Regions from separate parts of the Gossypium hirsutum genome. Here region 1 is linked to region 2. A link is a contact called in public Hi-C data. All regions are on one chromosome and are shown on one strand. The core of a region is the stretch at or near the end of the contact, and the rest is flanking DNA. Distances in the headings are between cores, read along the strand shown. Region 1 holds the start of LOC107938650 (60S ribosomal protein L29-2). Region 2 holds the start of LOC107933235 (COBRA-like protein 7).

What was found. A called contact is a pair of places that touch in the nucleus more often than the background predicts.
Region 1: a Hi-C map of leaf shows a contact between it and region 2, with 2.6 times the contacts expected there. The contact joins the promoter of LOC107938650 here to the promoter of LOC107933235 in region 2. A contact is called at or near these places in 4 of 34 Hi-C or Micro-C datasets (all in leaf).

The regions. Positions count from the first base shown.
Region 1 is chrA02:8,080,785-8,084,095 of Gossypium_hirsutum_v2.1, forward strand. It overlaps LOC107938650 (60S ribosomal protein L29-2), which reads left to right and starts at 1,499. Exons shown (of 3, transcript XM_016871872.1): 1 at 1,499-1,634; 2 at 1,727-1,845; 3 at 1,948-2,227. The coding sequence starts at 1,744. The coding sequence ends at 2,031.
Region 2 is chrA02:7,856,641-7,859,629 of Gossypium_hirsutum_v2.1, forward strand. It overlaps LOC107933235 (COBRA-like protein 7), which reads right to left and starts at 1,504. Exons shown (of 2, transcript XM_016865391.2): 1 at 692-1,504; 2 at 1-183. The coding sequence starts at 1,235.

The DNA of each region.
Region 1 (3,311 bases), core at 249-2,748, 220 kb after region 2:
GTGTCCGAGGACGTAAGCTAAATTGGCCGAACCTCGTTAAAACTCTGGTATTTTATTTCTTATTTGTTTGCTTTTATTTAATAGCTTTATGTTGGTTATATTTATTTAGTTATTATTGCTATAAATATCTAAGTGAGTTCTGTCTAGTTGTTGGGTTTTAAGCGGGACCATTGTGACCCCTCCAATTTAACTGGGAATTTTCTTAGTATAATTGTTGGCATAATAATTATCTAAATATTTCTGATAATATTGTTATTAATATTATCGTCGCTTCCGCAACAGTTAGTAGATCCTATTCGAATCGTTCTTTTTCTATTCATATCAGCATTTCGTATAGAGGTTATTATGTCAGCAATAGTGTCCTTACCCATGGTAAACCAAAATTTTTGTTGCTCTTGAATTTTGATATAACCAAGGGGGAGGTCATAAGCGTCTATACTGTAAAAAGGTTTTTCGATGAAATGAGAAATACATATATGGTAGAATTGTAACCATAGAATATGACCCTAATCAAAATGCATAAATTTGTCTTATACACTATGAGGATGGTGAGAAGAGATATATTTTACATCGCAGAGCGGCTATAATTGGAGATACCATTGTTTATAGTACAAAAGTTCAGATAAAAATGGGAAATGCCCTACCTTTGAGTGCAAATCTCTGCACCCCTACCTTCTTTATCACTGAGCGGTCATTCAGGGGCTTTAGCTGGTGATCCGGGCTGTTTTCCTCTCGACGATGAAGCTTATCCCCCATCGTCTCACTGGCTGACCTCGACCCTTGTTATTTTGAGGTCATATCTAGTATTTAAAGTTTGCCTTGATTTGGTACCGCTTTCACGGCTTGCACCGAAACAATGCTTTACCCCTAGATGTCCAGTCAACTACTGCGCCTCAACACATTTCGGGGGGAACCAGGTAGCTTCGGGTTCGAGTGGCATTTCACCCCTAACCACAACTCATCCGCTTATTCTTCAACATTAGTCAGTTCGGACCTCCACTTAGTTTCCCTGGCTCCTCCTCTGACCATAGGATATGTATCAAAAATGATTGTTAGACACCGATGATTGAAAGAAAACAATGAATTTTAGTAACATTTCTAAACATCGAGTTTGTGTATGTAACATGTTTGACCAATAGAGTAACGGATTGCTTAAGCCGCATAGGTTTTAATAGTGATAACAATGTACGGTTTGAGATGGATTACTTTGACGAAATTCATGACTTTGTAATTGTGGACACTAATAAAATGCCCTTGCAACTTACAAGTAACAATCCTTAATTAAAAAAAGAAGAAGCACATATACCATATTCAAATATTTGTTATAGTTAAGGGATCATTTATGCCATTATCCCTAGTAGATTTATTTAAAAAATTATATTTTCCTTTTGAGCTTTATCTAAAAATATAATTTGGGCTTTGATAAAATTTAATGAAGCCCGCAATGAGGTCCAATAAATGAGTTTATCTGATTACCCGAAATGGGTAAAACCCGACCCATCTATCAATAAACAATTCGGGGGCATTCTCGTCTTTCAACTTCCAACATTAAGAAATTAGGGTTTCAAACCTTCCCAATATATAACAATATCCAAAAACCCTAGTGAGTGCCTCCGCATCTTGATATCTATCAGGTTAGCTTCTAAATCCATTTCTATTCAGTTGAAAATCGCTTCTTTTCTCTACAGGATCAATTTTACACAGCGGTTTTTTGGGTCTGATTCAGATTAGGGTTGAGCAGATATGGCCAAGTCAAAGAACCACACCGCTCACAATCAGTCTTACAAGGCTCACAAGAATGGCATCAAGAAACCCAAGAGTCAACGCCATACTTCCACCAAAGGGGTATCATTTTTATTTTCTTTTTCCGATCGAATTTTGAGTTAACTTAAGATTTTTATCTAACAAATGGTTTTGTTGTTGTTGTTGTTGTTTTTGTATGTGTAGATGGATCCAAAGTTCTTGAGGAACCAGAGGTATGCAAGGAAGCACAACAAGAAGAATGGAGAGTCTGCCGCTGAGGAAGAGTAAATTTAAATGGAAAAGAAAATTATCCTTTATTAAAGTTTTTCTAGTTAGGGCTGTTTTACTATCTTCTATGGAATTTAGTGTTAAATTTACGCTCCTTTAGTTTTTATATTGTTGTTTTATGGGATTGTTGATTATATTTGTTAGAAAAGATCTGAAGTTGTGAGCTTATTAATATCATGAACATGTTTTGAGCTTATTCGCTGTTCTTTTTCCTTGTTTCTTTCTCTTATTATTTTCATGTATTAAGTTCATTGATTTGGCCTGGAAAAGTTCATCCTTTTTAGCTATATAATGATGCATGAACATGGATGACGCTGAGTGGATTTTATAATTTGCTTTTCTTATCTGAAGTGATTTATGTTAGGTGTTATTAAGCATTATAGTCCAAGTAGACTTGGGGTTTTGCTTTTAGCTATTGGTCCAAGTAAATGAAATCTAGAAACTACGGTGCTTGGCTTTGGGTATGGGTATCAAACACAACTACGTGTTGTACAAGTTTTTTCAATTTTCTCCCATGTATTTGGAGGGTCATACTCTCGTAATGATGTCCTACCTAGTATACTTGTTGATTACTGGCATAGTACGGTTTTATTTTTTATGCAATTTTAGTTTTAGGCAAAGACCATGAATCATAACTTTCCCTTTTGACTTTTGAGGATAGTCTTCAATCCGGAATAGTTCTTTGTAAGAATTGTCATGGTTTATACATTACGTTCTAAAAGTGACCATAGATTATATTTTAGCACCATAAATTAGAATTGCGAACCTATTTTGCATTCAAGAATTTGCTCTTGATTCTGGCCACTTCTTAGGCAGAATTTTGTGTAGGGAGGATTGCTGTTTTAGGCATATGTTGTGGAATTTTCTAGGCAGACCGCAGAAAGATTTGAAAATGTTGGCATTTTCTGATTGTTGTATGAACCGGTTGATCTAACCTTTAGGTTTGGTCTTTTTTAGAAAAAAAAAAAAAGGTGGCCACAAAAGATGATGACAGGGAGAGTTATAAATGTTGGGATTTAAATTCTGAATCCCTTGAATGTTGCTTTTTACTAGTAGTTGTATGACTAGTTGGAATTGTATAAGATTTGATCGTCTATGGGAACTCTTGGCATTGGCTATTTTTGGTGTAATTTTAACTTTTTAAGTGCAAAACTGCTTGTGCTCCCTTTGGATCTCAGTCCACCCCCATTGTGAGGAGATCCTAAGAGTATTTTGCCTTGTTTTCTCCCAGTCAAATTTTTACAGGGGATTAAGATCTTCGGTTGAGGGAGGGATCCCCA
Region 2 (2,989 bases), core at 254-2,753:
GTCGCCCAAGGGGGTTATGGTTTGAGATAGTAACCTGTGCCCAATAGTTCGAGTCGTACGTTCTCGTCACATCATACATAATTGTAAGATCACCACTTTGCCGAGGTAGGAACTCATCCTCTACCGTAACATTCGTCTTGAATTTCGGGTCTTTGGTGCAACAAACTTGCATCTCACTTTTACCTGGAAAACAGCAAATGGAAATCATATTCATACAATCTAAAGCATTCCTCAACATCACCATTATAATTGAATTCAGATCGAAGCCATAGAGGTGAACTAGAATCAAGATCAAAGAGTGTCCATCCCTATCCAACCAAGGAAGAAAATGATAACTAAAAAAAAAACAGCATAAGGAGACAAACCCAGTAATAAAATCTTTAACAACAGAAGAATTTCATTACAGCAACAGAAAACTCCTAGTAGCAGAGATTATAAACAAATGATTTACTTCAACCAAATCATAATTTTGATCTTTCAAAACAGCTTGAAATGAAACATTTCCCACTCTCTATTATATGATCATCTTTTGATCTAACCCAGACATAGAAACTTGACCAAATCCACTAAAAAACCATACAGGAATAAAAAATTTCCACTGTCCACTAATCTACTCAAATATTATATCTCATTCAAACAACAAGGAAAAATCAAGCATATACATATAAACTTTACCCAAGTGTTTTTTTACCTTGCAAAGAAGGCTTAGGACAAAGGAAGCCATCATTAGCAAGATGAATAGTTTCAGGCAAGGGAACACTAGGAGCCGCCACTCCAAACTGAGTCCCAAGAAGCTTAACTTGAACTTGAATCTGATTCAAATCTCCGGCAGTCTCAATCGCTGTTTTCAGATCAGTCATGGGGTACCCAGCAAAAACGGTACCGTTCCCAACATTGGCAGGCAAGCTCGTCCCATCAGCCAAAACCGCATTCGACGCTGAAACTAAATACTCGTCGTTTTTAAACCCCACGAAAACCCTCCACGATTTAAGCTTCTCGTCGCCGTTATTCAGCACCGTTAAGACTGACTCGAATCTGTACGGCTGGTGCTTGGGATCCGTTGGTTTTAACTTGGTTCCGGAGGTGTAAGCGTAAGATAAGAAGATCCCATTGCAAGTATCGGCGGCGGGTGATGGGGCATCGGCGACGGTTTGAGAGAAAGAGAAGGGTAAGAGAGCGAAAAGGAGTGAGAGGTTGAAGATGAAGAACAGATCGTAGCTCTGGTTCAGAGCCATCGAAAGATATGAGATTCGGAAAGGGAAAGATCAAAACAACGAAAGCAAATGGAAAGTGTTTTTTGTTGTGGAAAAAGAAACGCGTTGGATTGGTGTTCGAACAAGACAGCTTAGCAAAGGCTGGAATTTTTTGAAAGCACGAGCTTTTTTTAAAAAATTATTTAAAAAGTAGACACGACAACGCTTTGCTCGGTTTTCAGATCGATTTTTCATATTGAATCTTATTTTTTTTCCTCAATTCAAAGAACAACATTCATTATTTCAAGCTGAATTCAAATTTCGAAAATTTTAATTTCAAATGTAAAGCATAATTATCTTGATTTGTGATTTATTTGATTGAATGTATTAATAATAGTGATGATAGTTATTATTATTGATCTATAATTTGATTGGGTCTGGGTCTAAGTCGAGTTCTACACTGTTCGCACTACTTTCTACTTTTGAAGGCCATGGACAAGACTTCAATTTACAAAAAAAACTATAAAAATAATTTTTTAAGTTATTCTCTTCTCCTCTCCTCAAGAGTATAAACCCTAACTCATTAATAGCTCTATGTGGCCAAGCGAATTGTGCAGGTAATAGTCCCACGGTGTCCGCACCACCATCAGCATCAGCTTACCTCTATCCATTGGGTCTTGGATTTAAGAAGCAGTGCTTAAACACATTCATCACAATTAGCACTTCCTCCAAATCTAGTACACTACCTTTGTGAAGTCTATAATATTCCCCAACCTACTTCTGTTATAATTCCTTGCTTCTTCAAACATATACTCTTACCAAGTATTGACCACTCGGTTGGAAAGTCAAAGCCACTATTAAGCTTGTACTTAACCCTTATGTACTTGCAGTGATTTAGATGAAGATTCGAAGACCAGTTGGTAATGATGGATTCCACATCTTCGCAAGGAGAGAAATAGAATAAACCCATCGAACCCTCTCGATTGCAGACATTCAACTGATACAAATTCTGAAAAACAACGATCAGTGGCACTTCTTTGCATCGGCTGCATTCGAAGAAGTATACCATTGCAACCCACCATGAAAAACCAAATAACTGCCCCAGTTATCTTGTACTCGTCGAAAATGTGGCATAAAAAAAAGGGTTGAGTGGTAAATGGAAACCTACCTCTATCACGTGCAATGGAAGTAAAAACTATCGCCGTTGGTGTCACTCAACTGATTTAATCCTTCAGGGATTGATAAGTCATAAGCGAAGTTTGGCATTTGAATTCCCCAAGCAGCCAAAATGTGATTCATTTATTCCACTTTCGTAATGCAAACGTAGGCCTTAACGTCCACAGGAGTACTCGCTTCACAGCGTCGCAGGGGGATGTTTTGAATAACACAACCACTTCCTCTAGTCCTAGCCATGGTGTTCTAATAAAACTAGAAAAAATCGAAAGAATGATGGAAAAATTAGGGAGATTACCTCTGAAACTGTCCTTCTCAACAATTGTTTCTTTTCCAAAATCTCGAATTCAAACAATGTAATTTTTAGGGCTCAAGTAAACTCCTTTTAAAAGGTTTTTTTTTTGCACTTTAACAATTCGTATATCTGAGAACAAAGACATAATTAGTTGCGTACAGCTATACCCCCTATTGACACATAACGAAGTGTATGTTGCAGATTAAGTTATAAAGCGTATTCAGTAAGCTTCTCCTTATATATTACTTCTCGTCTCATAGAACCAGGTTCCAAGAAGAGTCACTTTATAGCTCTTCTTCGAACTAGGTGGGGGACATGTTGTTATGAT